Regions from separate parts of the Mus musculus genome. Here regions 2 and 3 are each linked to region 1. A link is a contact called in public Micro-C and promoter capture Hi-C data. All regions are on one chromosome and are shown on one strand. The core of a region is the stretch at or near the end of the contact, and the rest is flanking DNA. Distances in the headings are between cores, read along the strand shown.

Region 1 (3,500 bases), core at 648-3,147:
TAAAAAATATTTATTTATTTATTTATTTATTTATTTATTTATTTATTTATTTATTTATTTAATGTATGTGAGTACATTGTCACTCTCTTCAGACACACCAGAAGAGAGCATCAGATCCCCTTACAGATGGTTGTGAGCCACCATGTGGTTGCCGGGATTTGAACTCAGGACCTCTGGAAGAGCAGCCAGCGCTCTCAACCGCTGAGCCATCTCTCCAGCCCCCAATTATTTATCTTATGGGGAGCAGTGCAAAATGAAGTACACACACACACATACACACAAACCCATAAGAAACGTTTAAATGGTCAGATGCCACACAGTGGTGGTGAAAGAAAGATGAAATTTCAAGACCTGTAAGTCATATAAAGTACTCAGAAATTGCTGGTTGTTTGTGAGCCTAGAGGCTGTCTGGGGCTGAGAAAAGAGAAAAACAAACCTGGGTATTCCCCGTAGTTAAAACACTCCTGGGAACATCTTGACCATAAGATAAAGAGGAATGTGAGGACATAACAGGGCTATCTGAACTGAGTCAACAACTCACAGAACTCTGACACCCTGCACGTACATGTAATTTTTCTCCTGATGTTTGAATAAGCCAATAGTGTGTTGCTATGCTGAATTCCACACCCCTAAGCCCCTTACCCCATAAAAACCCCTAGCTTTCCAGCCTCGTGGCCGACATCCGTTATCTCCTGTGTGGGATGCATGTCGGTCCGGAGCTCCGTAATTAAACGACCTCATTTAATTCCATCAAGATGGTCCTTCGTGATTTTTTGGGTGCACACCGAATCGGGAATTGAGTGGGGGTTTCCCCACTAGGTTCTATCAGTGGCTTTGTCGCTGATAGACTATCTGACAGTGATACCCAACAATCAAAAAGGAGCTGAGAAATTCCAGCTATCTATCTTGGCATGTGCCCTACCGGTGTTTAGAAGTAAATGTCTACAATTGTGATACAACTTCCCTGGGATTTAGCACAGTTGCAACTGTGCAGGTTTTTGTAGCCTGGAGCAATAGGCTTTACCAATTCACCTAGGATGTAGTATATTCTGTAGGTGTGTGTACGTACTCACTCTATAATGTTTGTGTAACTCAGTCACCTAAGGACACGTTTCCCAAAGAGTACCCGTTCTTCAGCAACATATAACTGTAATTTCCAGAGGACAACAATAGAGAAATAAAGCATGTATGGGTGTAGTAAGGCAGGTCTGGGCATAATGCCCATTGTGACTGCACAAAGCTGTCCACCCACGAATCCAAAAGATTTGTCCCTGGCAGGTGGGGATTATAGGCTTTGGGAGAACTGGTGAGTCAGGCAAAGCCACGTGCAGAGAAGAAAGTGTATGCCCATTAACTGGATGCCATGGAGACCGGTAGAAAGAGCGACCTTGAGAGCTTTGGTGTCTCCGAGTGCCATCAATCCACCCATCTCATTAACAGACTGAACTATGCTGCACACGTGTGTACGTGTATGAGCGTGTGTGAGACAGAGAACTTTAAAATAGAAGACAGCTATTCCGAAGCACTGGAGGGCATGCCTGAAAGGCGAAAGCAGCCATTTTTGCTGGGGGATGTATCTGGGGGAGCATGAAATGGGACGAGGGTCCAGACTAGATAGGAAAGGCTGAAATGCCAAGATGAGAGGATTCGGAGATCTGCAGCAGGAGTATGGACTATTTCCAGTGCTGAGCAGCAACACTGGCAGACTACCGCTTCCCAGAAGTTTGTTGACACTAAACACGGGAAGCAACTCCTACGGCAGCAACTAAACTTGGGAGGAAAACTCCAGCGGGATGCGCGCACAGACTTCGTGCCCTCCCCCGGAGGGGTGAGGGCGTGGCCCGGGGAGGGGTGTGGCCTCCTGGCCGGTCTGCCGTCCACTCAGAGCCCGCGTCCATTCCGGGCCCCTCTCTAGGCCCGCCTCTCCTGGGCGTGGTGCTCGCCGCGCAGCTGCAAATGATTGCTTCCGGAGGCGGGTCAGCGGAAGTGAGGGACTTCGAGGCCGGGCCGCCCGCTGGGGTAGGAGGGGCTGAGGTGAGTGTGGCGCTGGAGTCCGGGCTAAGCCCGATGCGGGGTCCCACAGGAGACGGGCTCGGTGAGCGCCCTGGGCCGTCGCCGGCGTCTCCGTCCCGGCGCAGGGGAGCACGCGTTCCCTGTTCCCGTGCAAGTTCTCGCGGGAGTCGCCGCTGTCTGCCCCCCTCGGTGAGGGCACTGGTCCCCAGGCGTAGTTGCTGGCCGTGTCACCCAGCGGTTGGGGTCGCCCCAGCCGTTGGAGCGCGGTACGCCCCGGGCCGCGCGGCGTATCTGGGACCTACGCCGGCCTGGAGGCTACTGAGCGGCCCGGCCCGGCCCGCGGGTCCAAGGGCCGCTGGACGCGCGGTAGGAACTTGGCCGACCTTGGCCCGGGCCGGGTCGCCGTCGCGGGGGTGGGGACCCGTCGTTGAGGGCGCAGGGGGCTGCATCTTGCTGGCCACCGGCGCCTCGTGAGACCCTCGCGCGCTCTGCCCGGGTGTCCGCCGGGCACCGCTGGGCTAAAGTTTCTCCCTGGCCCAGGACCTGCCGGGTCGAGGCGCTCTCGGAGCAGAGAGGGTCTGCCGAGAGTGGCCGCACGGGAAGACGCGGGCACGGCCAGCGCAGAAGGAGCTGCGGCAGCGCCGATGTGCGGAGGGAGAGCCGGGGCTGCGGAACCGGCTAGAGCGTCTAGCGGGCACGCGGGGGGCGGGGCCTCGAAGCCAAGTTAGTGTCGCCTACAGCGGTTTCTTAAAAGCAAGCCAAGTGCTTACAGCGGCTGCCGGAGGCCGGGATATGGGCCGTTCGGTTACTTCCATTTCTGTTTTGAGCACCCTCGGAAGGCGATCCAGGCTGCCACGGAGTGAACTGCGAACCCCAGGCTGCCAGGGACAGAGTGATGGATGAGCTGGGTGCTGAGGGACTGAGATAAGCTGGATAAGTTGGGTCCCACAGAGGCAGTGGTATAGACTGGGGCACAGATAGGTGTGTTGGGAGCTGGTAGCCCGGTAGTAGCATGGCCCCAGCAGAAGACTAGGGAGTGAGTATGGTCGCAGATCGTGTACTTGCCAAACTGTATTAGAGCTTGGTCTTAAGAGAGCTGGAAGATGGGGTATATCCTGCTGGCAGGACTGTGGAGTCTAGAAGAGAGTTGAAAGATTTAAACACCAGAGTAATAGAACCGGCAGCTTGTTAAACCCGAGGTTTAGATTCGGTTGGAGTCTTTGGAGATGAAGCAGGACAGGAGAGGGCGTAATGGCAGGAGTAGCACAGTTAAGTGGCCTTTAGCAAGAAGTCTGGCACACAGGGACTTTGTAGGCTTGAACATGGCTGCACATATCAGAACCTGGACCAGACTTTAGACACTGTCCACTGAACAGCCATTTGGTGACTGGCTAGACAAGTTCTTTCCTCTCTCCATGTATACTCTCATGACAACTCTCTAAGGCAGAAGAGGAACTCCAGCTCTCCCTTAAGAGATGCCGACCATC
Region 2 (3,500 bases), core at 723-3,222, 360 kb before region 1:
TTTTTAATTTTTGGGGTTTTTTTGTTGTTGTTTTTTGAGACAGTGTTTCTCTGTATAGCCCTGGCTGTCCTGGAACTCACTTTGTAGACCAGGCTGGCCTCAAACTCAGAAATCCACCTGCCTCTGCCTCCCGAGTGCTAAAGGCACTCCCGAGGACTAAAGGCATGCGCCACCACGCCTTTTTTAATATTACTGAATGTGTGTGTGACTGTGAGTGTGCACGTGTGCACACGTGCTGCCGCACAGGGAGGTCAGAGGATCGCTGTTAACAGTTGGTTCACCAAAAGAAAAAAAAAACAGTTGGTTCACCACCTTTGTGTGGTTCAGGGAACTCGGGTTGCCAGGGTTCCCAGCAAATGCTTTACCTGTGGAGCCACCGCCCTGCCCTTCTGAATCACTTCAAACAAATTCAGAAACTGACAGCAGGGCATAGAGCTTTGTGCTTAGACCCTCAGCACTGTACGGTAGAGGCAGACGGATTGCTGTAAGTTCAAGGGTAACCTGGTTTAGATCGTAGGTGCCTTGCCAGCCCAGGCTACTCATTAAGACCCCTATCTCATAAAAACAAAAAGAGCTGAATTCATTCAAGGAGAATGAGCTTGTGGCTTGGACCTCCTTGGTGTTTGGAGTGTGACAGGTGATCGGATGCCAGCAGGTCGAGGAGGGACACTATGTCTTACTTGTCTGTCTGGGTCTTGCACGCCAGGACAGCCCATAAGGAGCGTGGATGGGGCGGAGTCGCAGCTCAGTGCTAGCGTGCCTACCCCCAGGCCTTGAGTTCCGCCCCCCACTGACCTGCAGGTCTGGGGACGGTGACAGGGAATAGCAGTGGAACATTATGAACGATTCGTGTCTCTAGGACAGTTGGCGTGTGTGGCTCTCGGGTGCTTTCTCTGCAAGTCACAGGCTTCCCATCGTTCTAGAAGTTTCCCAAGCCAGGCAGTCATGTTTGCTTCTCGTTCTGTCTGCAGAGGGCTGGTTTTCAAGTTTGGCCGTACGGAGGACTTGTGGCAGTGAAGACGTCGCTTCTGCAACACAGCCGCCGTGCATGGGCTTCTTTTTGCACCCTGCTCACCCACCCAGTCTTTTGTAATACTGTTTTCTAAACTTATTTCTGAGTATAATCTCAGCTTGAAATTGTATAATGCTAGAATCATGAGAGCTCCTATGTGTACTGCAGCAGCCCAGTGTGGCGTGAGCCCCATCAGCTTTTACCACAGGAAAGGAAACCGCTGACGTGAGTCGCTTCTGCCAGCTTCTATCATGGTCTAAAGAGTTGGTGATGCAGGCCAGGCGTGGTGGCACATACCTTTAATCCCAGCACTCGGGAGGCGGAGGCAGGCGGATTTCTGAGTTCGAGGCCAGCCTGGTCTACAAAGTGAGTTCCAGGACAGCCAGGGCTGCAGAGAAACCCTGTCTCGAAAAACCAAAAAAAAAAAAACAAAAAAACAAAAGAGTTGTTGATGGAGAAATGGTGGAGTCTTTGGGGTGAGGATTCGCTCTGGGGTCCAAAGTGTTTATTAACGCGGCCTCTTCTATGTCCGGTGTTGAATAATGTGTAAACATTTTCTTGTTATTAAAAACTATTTAGTGGTCAGAGTTCTTTCTCGTTATACCTTATATATAGTTGGATCAGAAATACTGCATCTTCCTTTTCATGTTAATGGCCTAAGGTAACCTGGGACCACAGGTCATGGCTCTCTTGACCAGAGAGCTGTTCAAAACATGCAAGGGAAGAAAGAGCTTTGAATCTCCATGGTCATGACAAGAATTCCTGTCCTGCCCAGGCTAGTGAGTCTGTGAAAGGTGGCACTTTAGAGTCAGGAGTAATGTGTGCCATCCTGGCAGGATAATGGTGGACTTGGCAGGAGTGCCCAGGCCAAACAGTGGAGCTGAACACAGTCTGTGACCCTGGGCGCAGTCAATAACCCTGGGCACAGCCAATCAGTGACTCTGGGTGCAGTCAGTCAGTGACCCTGGGCACAGACAGTGACCCTGGGCATAGTCCGTGACCCTGGGCGCAGTCAGTGGCCCTGGGCACAGTCAGTCTGTGACCCTGGATGCAGTCAGTCCGTGACCCTGGACACAGTCAATCTGTTACCCTGGACACAGACAGTGACCCTGGGCGCAGTCAGTCAGTGACCCTGGGTTCAGTCAGTGACCTTTTTGCTTACATATTTAAAAACGTAATACTGTGGAACTGAAGGGTTTCTATGGAGATCATTCATTTGTTGGAGATTTCCAGGAGAACTGAGGACCCAAGATGCACCAGACTCACTTGACTGACCAGTGCCCGGCTCCTCAGCTGATGGAGATGTCCCTCCCTGAGGAGGAGCAAACTTCCTGAAGCCAGCAGAGGAGGCTATGTAGAGATCGCCAGTCCAGAAGATACCGAACGAAAACAAATGCAAGCAAAGGTAAAAGAGAAAGGGCAAACATTTCAGTGTGAGTGATGCCTGAGAGCCTCCCAGAGAATGTAAGAACATGCTAGAGAAGCCCAGGCTACCGCCAGCCTCCCATCCCTCCTGTGGACATCGGGAGCAAGAACAGGTGACCTGCTGTGGCACACGATCCTGGTAAACACTCCACACGTGCCAGGAGTGGAAAGAGGACAGGGTATACAGACTTGACGGTAACTTAGGTGTCAATTTCTAGGGCTCCACAGTCTGACTCAGGTGAGAATTTGTTTTGATATTTGCTTGAATTCTGATTCCTTTCATCTCTGAATAGATAACCCGAATTTAGCAGACCACAGGGTCTGTTACCACGATACAGACCAGCTGTCGGGGACTCTGATGGTCTGTCCTCCACTGGAGGAGGCTCTTGTGACACCCTCGGGCTCCCACCTCACACAATACTACAAACTCTTCAAAGCTAAGCTTGAAGCCCTAACCTTCTGCAATTGCCCTTTGGGAGCTGTGATCAGTGTCGTAGACAATTAGACGTATAGAATCTTCCGCATCCACTGTCCTTGGGTTTGAATGACGTTGGCTCTTCAGGACACAGAAGGACAGCTTTGCTGTTGTTTCCCCCGTGACATTCCACAGAGGGTGGAACTTGGCAGGGGTCTCCGGTGAGTCTACCTCTTAGGAACTCGAGAGTGTTCTCCCTCACTCCCCAACCAGCCCCACTCTCTCTCCACAAGCACAGCCTGGGGAAGGCTGAGGACCTCGTAAAACCGCTGGATCCAAAGCCTGCGTGCCGTGACCAGAGGTAAGAGTTAGCCACCTGGGCAGAGGTTTTATTTAAGTGTGAGAAGAAAGAGACCTTGTGGATAGAATTGGACCAGAACTTTAATGAGGTGTATTCATCCCAAAGTATTAATAGTCTCTGTCATGAAACCAAACATACTATTTAAACTAAGATGACCACTCGGAAGCCTTTCTTGTAACACAGGATGCAGACAAAAGGGACACAAAGAAAGGGCATCTCTCTTCTCACCCGGCTTCGCTCTCAGATGATTTCGGTTAAAATCCAACCGCCAAGTGTGGGAACTGTGA
Region 3 (3,500 bases), core at 583-3,082, 290 kb after region 1:
ACTCTGCAGGCAAGGGATCCCACTTTTGCTTAACTTTGTCCACTAGAAAGCTGTATAAAGTGTAACGTACTTTTGTGTCTACTGCCGATATTGGCGTTGGAACGATCTTTTTCGTATGGCAGCTCCTGAGATCCTTGGAGTCAGCGACTGCTTCTCTCATGGCCCTAGCTCTCCTTCATTTTCTTGAACATCTCTGTCGCTGCGCTGTGCTGTTTGGAAGCCCACCTACAATTGTCTTCTTCCCCAGACTATTTAATGCTCTCTGTGCTCCCTACCTTGGCTGGCTGTCTGTCTGGCCTAGAAAATAAGGACAGTACCCACCTCCTCTGCCAAGTTCTCTTCAGATTCTCCACTCAGCGTCTGTAGCACTTTGGACTTGTAAGTTTTCCAGAAGGCTTGGTTCATGGCTGCAGGGGAAAAGGGTCCTGGCACTCAGGCACAGAAGGCTGGTAGCTCAGTGGGCACCAGTGGCTCTGGTCCCAGAAACTTGGAAGAACCAAGAGCCTGTCCCCGGGATCCGGTGACTTCATGAAAGATGCACCAGTCTCCCCAGCTGGCACAGTGCCAGGCAGGTAAACTTGATCCCACGGATTCTGAGGTTGGGGCAGGCTTGTGCCATTTCAGCCCCAAGTCTTGACCCAAATTGGCCAAAGTTAATAAAGTCAGCTTTTTGGAGAGTCCATTTTTCTGCCTGCAGTCGGGAATACTGATGGCGGCTCAATAGCTGTAGAAAAAGTTTTCCACTTGAGTGGAGTCTTGAGTCCAGGAGCCATACCTATGCATCCTGTGATCGCTGCCATTCTAGCTGGGTCCTCATCAGGGTCCCACCCTGTGTCTACCCAGTCCTCATAAGTTGGAGTTGGAAGATCCCAGACCTCCAGTCAGCACGCTGGGCTTCCATTTCACTTCGGGTCTGGCCTAGAAACCTGTTCTCCCCAGGGATGCACGTGCCTCACTCCCTGTTTCCTGGCAACTGGTTCCAAAGAGCCAGAATGCTTAATTATTGCTGAGGTCCTCTGCCCCCATATAGTGGAGCTGGCTCTGGCCAGCCTGAGAGGCACCAGGCCAAGATGAGCAGAGGCACCATTTCTTGGTCATTTCCCCCTTTCCTGCCAGCCCTCCCTGGGCATAAAGAAAGAAAGCAAAGGTGGGGGGCTTCTTCTAGGGACATTTCCTCTTGGGCTAGTGATGTGGTGCCCCACCCCAAACTCCTCTGTTAGACTGCCTGCCTGGATTATATGAAGCCCTGGACACCAACCCCAGTTCTGAAGAACCAAGCAAGCAAGCAGCCAACCAACCAACCAACAACAGACAAAAAGCTCTTTTTGTAAAAAGAGCTGAGCACTCTTCAAGGACAGACCCCTTAGGTGGTAGATTCTTTGTGAAACAATTTTCTGCTTTTTGCCCCAGGAATTTGCTTGAGAGTGGGGGAGGGAGAACAGAGGAGAGATGTAAAATGAAACGCCAGTGGGGGGTAGGTGAGGAGAACAAGGCTCTTTGTTAGAACCTAGGGGTATCTCTGGGTGACCCATCCATGATTCCACACTAATTCTCATTTATGAAGTAATTTATTCATGGCACAAGCAACAGTGCTTCCAGAGACGTTAAAAGCATCCCCTACCACTGAAATTCGGGGTGTGGAAACCGGCAAGTGAGGATGGGGCGGGCAGAATAGTGGGACCGGCTCCCCTCAAGCCCGCTCACGCCCCGCGAGAGCCCAGTCACTATCATCGACGACCATCTGGGGGCGCTCAAACGGCCAACCCGACCGTGACGTCATCAGAGGCAGTCTGTCCAATCCTGCTCCGCCCCCGGGCGGGCCTCTCGTGACGTCACTGGGCGGCCCGGAAGCGCCAACACGTGTGGGTCTTTTCCCTACTCCCTGTTTCTTGGTCTTGTGTGTGGGTGTCTCTCTGATCATGGGTCGCTCTCGGCGGACCGGCGCGCACCGAGCACATTCCTTAGCCCGCCAGATGAAGGCCAAGAAGCGGCGGCCGGACCTGGATGAGATTCATCGCGAGCTGAGGCCGCAGGGGCTCCCGCGGCCCAAGCCGGAGCCGGACGCGGAGCCCGACCCGGACCTGCCAGGGGGCGGCCTGCATCGCTGTCTGGCTTGCGCGTGAGTCCAGCCTGGGGAGGAGCAGGGTCTGAGGTACTAGCTAGGGGCAGCGAGGTCCGGGCCGCGAGCCGCTAGAAGGTTCTGTCTTGGGATCCCTGGGTCAACCCGCCACTTATCACTTCGGGTTCAGAATCCGATGTCTGGGAACGAGCTAGGGCCAGGGAGGTGTGAGAGACCTCACCCCTTCACTCTTTCCCTCACCCTACATTCCTGCAGGAGGTACTTCATCGATTCAGCCAACCTGAAGACCCATTTCCGATCCAAAGACCACAAGAAAAGGTATGGAGGGGTCAGTAGAGGACTGGCGGATGGGTGCCATGCAGGAAGGGTTTGCACTCGGTGAGCTCCGATCTCCAACTCTTCTTTTTCCCAGGCTGAAGCAGCTGAGTGTCGAACCCTACAGTCAGGAAGAAGCTGAGAGGGCAGCGGGCATGGGCTCGTATGTTCAACCCCAGCGGCTGGGCGTGCCCACAGAAGTGTCCACTGATATCCCTGAGATGGACACGTCCACCTGAGTGGCCTAAGGATGCAGGGCAGAGGAACTGCCCATGGGCAGTGGTTCATCAGCCAAGCTGAGAGTGTGTATTTTGGATTTCCGGTTTGCGGAGATGCTCTCTTCCGGGTGTTCTGCCCAAAATAAAGGACCTGGACAAGAGGGCACACCTCCGATACTAACTTCCCTTACCAGGGGTTTCTGGGCCAAGATGTCTACTCCCTACTAGGTCCAGCTTTGGAACGGGTATCCTCCCCCTGCTTCTTTGGATCTAGGCTGGAGTCTGGCTAGGTACAGCGTAAAACTTGGGAGTAGGATCTAGCGATGGCTGAGACTAATCCCCAAGGGGAAAAAAGTGGGATTCGGATATTGCAGCCCCCTCCCCTGAATCGCCTACCTCCAAGCCTGGGCGAGAGGCTACCCGCCTCATCACGGGGCCTGTGATGGTTGCCGCTGCTTCACCATCTTCCATACTGCATAGCAGGAGCCACCTAACCCGAGGACAGCCAACAATGTAGCCACAATCCCAACCAGGGGACTCCGGGGCTCTGCCTTCAGCTCCCCAGCCACCTGCATCTGGGAGAGCACAGAGGGTGCACGTGAAGGGTCAACTGAGGCTTCTAGGCAGGAAGAAGGGTATAAGATGGCGCAGCTGGGTAAAGAAGATGCAGGCGCCATTTCTGCCCCAGGGAGATTCCACCCCAATCCTTCTCGCCTCACTGCCCATCTGGGTCCCGGCTAGTCAGGCAGCAGGGAACGTGACAGCCTGACTGTTGGGGGTATCAGACGTGTCGTTGGGGGAAGTTGGGAGGAAGAGGTAGGTAGATTTCCTTACCTGTAGCACCCGGAAGTAGCCAGGAGTCAGGCGTCGAAATCTCATAGTGGGGG

What was found. Promoter capture Hi-C pulls out the DNA fragments that hold promoters and counts their contacts. A called contact is a pair of places that touch in the nucleus more often than the background predicts.
Region 2: a promoter capture Hi-C map of liver shows a contact between it and region 1, with 2.9 times the contacts expected there. The contact joins the enhancer-like site here to the promoter of Mtfr1l in region 1. A contact is called at or near these places in 4 of 39 promoter capture datasets (the 3T3-L1 cell line, cranial neural crest, liver and 1 more), 3 of 15 datasets of contacts at CTCF or cohesin (embryonic stem cells, large pre-B cells and pro-B cells), 46 of 484 Hi-C or Micro-C datasets (B cells, the Ba/F3 cell line, CD4 T cells and 30 more), 10 of 115 datasets of contacts at active chromatin or transcription factors (the SCID.adh cell line, astrocytes, bone marrow-derived macrophages and 5 more) and 1 of 9 other capture datasets (liver).
Region 3: a contact with region 1 is called in a Micro-C map of muscle stem cells, with 6 times the contacts expected there. The contact joins the promoter of Zfp593 here to the promoter of Mtfr1l in region 1. A contact is called at or near these places in 2 of 484 Hi-C or Micro-C datasets (embryonic stem cells and muscle stem cells) and 2 of 9 other capture datasets (liver and pancreatic islet).

What each region holds. Positions count from the first base shown.
Region 1 is chr4:134,533,784-134,537,283 of GRCm38.p6, reverse strand. It overlaps Mtfr1l (mitochondrial fission regulator 1-like), which reads left to right and starts at 1,897. Exons shown (of 7, transcript NM_029759.4): 1 at 1,897-2,034.
Region 2 is chr4:134,895,948-134,899,447 of GRCm38.p6, reverse strand. It overlaps Tmem50a (transmembrane protein 50A), which reads left to right. Exons shown (of 7, transcript NM_027935.2): 7 at 972-1,599. The coding sequence ends at 1,017. Rhd (Rh blood group, D antigen) reads right to left here. Exons shown (of 10, transcript NM_011270.3): 10 at 3,276-3,494. The coding sequence ends at 3,468. Among named protein-coding and RNA genes, the nearest start is that of Tmem50a, 17 kb to the left of the region's middle. Within about 2 kb of position 1,972, at least 2 of the 459 cell types and tissues checked have an H3K27ac peak or open chromatin away from gene starts, as enhancers often do. A contact at or near this core is called in liver, where this site is marked.
Region 3 is chr4:134,243,923-134,247,422 of GRCm38.p6, reverse strand. Zfp593 (zinc finger protein 593) reads left to right here and starts at 1,832. Exons shown (of 3, transcript NM_024215.2): 1 at 1,832-2,119; 2 at 2,336-2,398; 3 at 2,493-3,500. The coding sequence starts at 1,920. The coding sequence ends at 2,634. It overlaps E130218I03Rik (RIKEN cDNA E130218I03 gene), which reads right to left. Exons shown (of 5, transcript NR_040436.1): 2 at 3,448-3,500; 3 at 3,010-3,188; 4 at 2,321-2,516; 5 at 1,550-2,000. Gm30191 (predicted gene, 30191) reads right to left here and starts at 475. Exons shown (of 4, transcript NM_001372229.1): 1 at 71-475. The coding sequence starts at 160.